2 separate regions of the Mus musculus genome follow, and region 1 is linked to region 2. Evidence: chromatin contacts called from public HiChIP or PLAC-seq data. All regions are on one chromosome and are shown on one strand. The core of a region is the stretch at or near the end of the contact, and the rest is flanking DNA. Distances in the headings are between cores, read along the strand shown.

Evidence for each region. HiChIP or PLAC-seq counts read pairs in DNA pulled down with a chosen protein or histone mark.
Region 1: a contact with region 2 is called in an H3K27ac HiChIP or PLAC-seq map of VIP interneurons, with 4 times the contacts expected there. The contact joins two enhancer-like sites. A contact is called at or near these places in 1 of 484 Hi-C or Micro-C datasets (cortical neurons) and 1 of 115 datasets of contacts at active chromatin or transcription factors (VIP interneurons).

Annotation. Positions count from the first base shown.
Region 1 is chr11:56,761,441-56,764,604 of GRCm38.p6, reverse strand. No RefSeq gene overlaps it. Among named protein-coding and RNA genes, the nearest start is that of Gm39826, 36 kb to the right of the region's middle. Within about 2 kb of position 1,909, at least 14 of the 459 cell types and tissues checked have an H3K27ac peak or open chromatin away from gene starts, as enhancers often do. A contact at or near this core is called in VIP interneurons and cortical neurons, where this site is marked.
Region 2 is chr11:56,245,927-56,248,888 of GRCm38.p6, reverse strand. No RefSeq gene overlaps it. Among named protein-coding and RNA genes, the nearest start is that of Gm46260, 130 kb to the right of the region's middle. Within about 2 kb of position 1,673, at least 84 of the 459 cell types and tissues checked have an H3K27ac peak or open chromatin away from gene starts, as enhancers often do. A contact at or near this core is called in VIP interneurons and cortical neurons, where this site is marked.

The sequences.
Region 1 (3,164 bases), core at 660-3,159, 520 kb before region 2:
TCACCTGTAATGTGCAAAAAATAATCATAGATCTCAAAATCACAGATTTAATGAACAAGTAAAAAACAAAAGGCTTTGCACAGCACAGTCCTGTGTACAAGCAATTATGGGCCAAGCACTGGCTTTGCTAGTTTCCTTGTGAATGTGAATGCACAGCCAGAGTCTACACACTGAATAACCAGGCATGGGTTTTGTGTGTTCTTAGGTTAGTGTGTAATTACAAAGCCCACCCCTCCCCCCATCATCTCATCCATAGACAAAGCATGGGTGCACAGGCCCACCTACCTTAGCCCTTCCTCTTCCTTCCCCTTGGGCATGCTGTCCCCTGTGAACAGTTAGATTTCTGTATCACTAGAAAGCCACAGGTTTTTATGATTAAAATTGAACCTCCAACACACTTTACCTAAAGTGAAAAAAAAATCCATTTCATAAAGAAAGTCTGTGTACCAGCTAGCCAGATCAGAAGTTAGTGAATATGAACCGGGCAGTTGTGGAGTACTCCTTTACTTGGGAGGCAGACAGAGGCATGTGGATCTCTGAAATCAAGGCTAGCCTGGTTTACAGAGAAAGTTCCAGGATAACCAGAGAAATTCTGGCTCTAAAACAAACAAACCAATCAAACCAAACCAAAACACAAGAAAGAAAGAAAAAAGAAAGGAAACAGAAAGAAAGAGTTAATAAGATGTTTCCTGAGCACACTATGTCCAGAAACTCAATGTTTTATAGAATTTACTTTTCCCCTTTTGATCTACCCCCCCCACACACACACACCTCAAATACCCATAACCAAACATCCAAAGCTAGAGATGGCACACCTTCACTTCCTATTCTCTGTTGACCTGAGAAAGCCTCTTGTTTAGGAGTAGAAGAAATAATGATGAGTCTGAAACAAACCCATTTCTGCTCCAAGGCACAGAACCAACCAGATACACAATAAGAAGACAAACCAGGTTTGCTGGGGCATCATGCAGACCAGAGACATGTTGGGCTATGGCAGAACTGCTTGAGTCTGGGAGACCATAGCCAACAGGAGTAGCATAGCAAACACCCCTGCAGAGAGGAAGAACTGAAAGCAAGGGCTCAAAATTGTAAGTGGCCGAATGACTAGAAGCCTATTTACCTAAACTTTGGATTGACAGACAGCACCAGCCTCTGCACTCATCTTTAAGGAAATCTCACAGGCAGTCCTTGAAAACTCAAAGCCACACACAAAGGAGAAAGATTCTTTGTCCTGTTTTAGTGAGCCTTCAGGTCTCTGGCCTGTGTTATCCAAGAAGGAAGAATCACTTTTTCCTTTTCTTTCTTCTTGCCTTCAACTGAGTCTCTCTTACATTTTCCAAAGCACAGAAGAAAAAAAAAAAAAAAAAAAGAAAACCCAAATGGACAGCATGCTGGCAAGCTCCTGGTGTTATCAAATGGAACTTGAGCATTCTGTTTCAAATTTTCCTGAATGAGAACCCTGTGGTCTACAATAGTGCTTTCAATCTGGGGGACTCAATGTTCTCTGGGAAGAGAGGTTGGGGCCACAGGAGCACAGCAGTGCTGGCCAAATGAAATTAGCCAAAAATCAAGAGTCCCTCTTCAGGCAGTGGTGCCTTGCTTAACCTGGATATGTAGAAATCAGAGTCCAATTTGCAAGTATTTTGAAATACAATTCTTTGCACAACAGCCCATCAGAACACAAAGAGAATTCTCCCAGGCACCAGCAGATGGGACCCAGCTGGAACTCACATTCTATCAGCTGTTCTCGTCTGACTGTGACGTTCTCCACTTTAACTACAAAGAGCGTCTCAAGCTCTTAATTTTGTATCCAAGTTCAACATCAAACTGTGTTTCCTTATTTTCTCTTACAAGGTCCTTATATGGTATTTTTTCCCTCTTTGCTCCTATAGGCCAGATTCTCTCTTTTCCGTCCAGGTCAGCAGGGGCTGGCTTCCTGCTGTCTAGTACATGGGGCCTCTTCCTCTCACCCACTGCCTCCCTATCCAGTGCTTAAAGGCACTCCTCCTAGCTTCTGGTTTCTTTATGCTCGGAGACATTCTCTCCTATAGTTATTCAGAAAATAGAGAAATGGCTGAGCCTCCTTGCATTTCCTCATAAGCACCTTGTAAGAGTGACTCAGGAAGTACACAAGGTATCAGCCATTCCAGAGCACTTAGAACCTTGACTGCTTTATGGTGAGCACTGGATAAATATCAACATAGTCATCGTTATCTTAAAAAAAAAAAAAAAGCACTTGTACTTTAGAGTCAGTCACACTCAGAATAAATCTAATTTGAATTCTGCCTTGGCCTCTCGCTGTTTATCCTGAGCAAGTTAGTAATGCTTCCTCGGCTATGAAATGAGCAGTATCATGCAGCACCCTGTAGCATCAGCATCAGAAAAAAAAGTCTCCCCCCCCAAGTGCTCCCCCCTCAAATGTTACAAAGTTTCAATCAGCAGCATGCCCAAACATAAGACACACACTCTTAACTTGTCTCTTCCTTCTTTTAAATCTTCTACTTTTTTTTTCTATTGAGACATGTAGACTACTGTGTACCTGCCGGTTATGCAATATGGGTAAGCTGCAGGTGGCAATCAAAGCAGGGTCAAAAAAGCATCCCCTGTCAGATGCCAATCTTTTCTGGGCTGGGAAGCTGGCGATCTTCAAGCTGTGCTGTTTTGACTCTTAGAGCTCAGTAGCATGATCTGATTTCACGCTGTGATGATATTAATACTAATTTTTTTCTATTTGCTTGTTTGTTGGCTTTTCTTTTACATGTGATCACTTGAACCTTTGGGGGAGATTTACATTTTAGAATACTTTGGTATTTCTTTGTTGTGTGCATGTGTGCACATGTGTGCCTGGGTATGTTGCCTGGGTATGTGTAAGAATGTCTGAGTATCAGAGGTTAAGACTATATGTTTTCATTAATATTTCATCTTATTTTTTAAAACAGGGTCTCTCACTAAATTACCATCCCCTCTATACCACCTGGACAGTGACTCTCCTGGGATCTACCTGTCCCAACTCCCAAGAGCTGGAATTCCAAGTGTGGCCCACAATAGCCAGCCTTTTCACATGGGTGCTGTGTGTCACATGCAAGGACTCAAGCCTGCAAACAAGCACTTTGCTGAGTGAGCTGTCTCCTTATCTCTGAAGATCGTTAGTTGTTCAGGAAACT
Region 2 (2,962 bases), core at 424-2,923:
GCACACACAAGAAAATATAGAAATATGCCAGGTTCTGGGGCTGGTAAGATGACTCTGTGGCTAAGGGCACATATTGGTAATGAAACAAGTTCTCACCATCTATGTCAGACAGCTCGCAGCTGCTTGTTACCCCAGCTGCAGGAGATCTAGTGCCTTCTTCTTGACTCTGTGGGTACCTGCACTAATCTGGTATTCACTCACACAGAAACACACACATACACATAAATAAAATAGTAGTCGTAATAACAGATCAAATATGTCAGGTCCCAAGCTCCTCTGTTCCTATAGGCTATTTTCCTTCAAAGACATAGCATCTTCTACAAATAAATAAAAGTATTTCTTCTATGTCAATACAGGCAAGCCTCAGCCAAACAGTGCAGGTAACATGGCCAAGGTTAACAGCTAAAATAAGTAAGGAAGTGCTGCCTCGACAAATCCCTATATTCCAAGAGCAGAGCTTCCAGTCGGCTGGCTGCCTTCTCCCTGCAATGCCTCCATCTCCGGTGCCTGCACATGCCAAAAACCATAATCCACCCTGCATATTGGTTCACAATGTAGGCATCTCAGTTTTCTCAGTTCAAATTCATTGCCAACCTTAAGCTGAGCACCAGCAGGTACTGAGGAGGTCAGCTAGCCCCAGTACAGGAGATCGGTGCATTCTGTACCTTCCAAAGGCATCTGTTCTCTGTCTTTCAGATCATCTGGCAGCTAGTTAAGAAACTTGGGGGGGGGGGGGGCGAAAGATGCAAGAAACTAACTAGAGACAGACTAAAGTAGCAATATGCCCAAAGTCTAAGCTGGTGAACCGGTTCATTTATTGGGGTCACTTACAAAAGAGTGGGTGAGGAGTTACTTAGAGAAGCATGGCCTTCTCAAAGGCCACGTGCCCACCCGAGCATGGGTGATCACTCATGGGAGTTAGAACCCTGGAGTGCTCCGCAGGCAGACTTGAAAGCTCTTTCCTTCCTGGGTTTTAAGGCACCTTATTTAAACTCCCTGGGTCTTAGGAGTTTTGGAGCAAAATGCTACCCTTGGACAAAGAGAAGATGACTTCCTCCATATCTGCATCAAGGCACATTCAAACCTGAATAAACATTTAAAGTGATTACAAATTGTAAACAATCCTTTTATTTAGAAAGTCCGGCTTATAGAATCCCCAAAAGCCATTTCCCTCGGAGTTTTTAGTAATATACTCTTCCTTCCACCCTTTCTTACACAGACAGGATGTTAGAAACAGCAGACTCAGTGCCTCTGTGGTTTACTGTGTGTGTGTGTGTGCTTGCTGGTTTCTGTAAGAGTAGAAGTGAGTGGGAGAGATCACTGGTTCTGATTGATTCCTTAGATTATATTGCTGCTATCAGGAAAATCTCGGCGGACAAAAGTCTCCTCAAGGTCACAAAGTTTTCCAGGTGACAGGAGAGTTACCTGTGAGCCTTGGCACCTAGCACTTCCATGCTAAAGTCACAGCTTGATTCCACCTCTCTGCTACTTCTTTACCTGGGTGGCAGACAGTGGAGCTGCCTTTTATTCTCCAGTGCCTCAGCTGATTTGCAAAAAGAATGCCTTCTCCCTGCTTTCCAGGCCCACCTCCCTGGGTTCCCTCCTGGTACACACTGGTTGCTGCCTCCACACTGGGTTGCTTAGCAACCAGTCTCTGCGGGCTTCCTAATAGACAAAGGCTTCTCCTTCCTCTCCAACTGCTGCACTAATGCTCATTGTTGACAAGGGAGCAACTCCTGGCTGAGCATATGCTGTAATCTGGAGGCTGCTGGTTCAGGAACTTGGTGCCAAAAGCTATGGGCTTCTCTCCTGAAGCAGTGATGTCTGAAAAGCAAAGCAACTCATTACACGGTGCTGTGCTGACCAAGTGACTATCTTAGTCATTTATGAGCAATTATGTTTGAGAAGATAGTTTGTGGCATCTGACTTCGGAGAACGGTGGCATCACCCTCCTCTTGCCCCACAGACCTCAGGAAGAGGCCTTATGACATCCCTATGCACACACCACACCATGTGAGATAATTTCATACATTCCCAAGGGATCCCAGATTTAAGCTGATTCAACTCCAAACTCTTAAATCCATACAGGAGTTTTACATTGCTGTCTCTGAATTCTAACACTGGCCACTGTCATACACAGCCAAACACAGAGTAGCATTGTGTCACAAGAAATTAGGTGACTCACCACAAGATAGTCAGGAGAAAGGAGACAGTATTCTCACAGCTCTTCAGAGGCCCGTATGTTTTCCATGTATGAGATGTATGAGACAGATACATACATCTTCATGGACATGGCCTGTGGAGATGGAACCACAGAGGATCATTTCTAAGTTAATAAATAAGCTGGAGAAATACAACTTACTTTGGGTCACTGAGTAAAGCTGCAGCCCTCTCATCTTTATGAATGAAGGCGATCAGCCATTAACCACTGCATTATGGATGTCTCTGTGGCTGTGATAAGATGCAAGATGAATATAGTTAGGAATGCATGCAAGAAAGTGAACTTTCAATAAGGGTATTGGCCAGGCATTGACTGCCCACTACTGCAATCCTCTGTGTGTGTGTGTGTGTGTGTGTGTGTGTGTGTGTGTGTGTATGTATGTGTGTGTGTGTGTGTGTGTGTGTGTGTGTGTGTGTGTGTGTGTGTCCCTGTCTCTCTGGGTGTCTGTGTCTGTTTGTCTATCTTTCCCAGAAGAAAAATAAAATAGATTCTCCGTAAAAGAAGAGAAGATACACCCATCTGGAAGATCCCTGTCTTCCAGGCTAGGAAAACCTGAGAATCTCCATTAGGCCAGGGTTGCCTCTGAATCCTCAATATGTTAACTCTTCCTGCTAGGTATTATTCCATCCTTGAACACGGTGCCCAATGTCTTGCTAACTTAGTTCATGATAGTCAGTGTCAGAACATTAGCAAATGTAACTATTGGGCTTTTCATCCAGTTTCTTTACAGTTAAGTTTGAA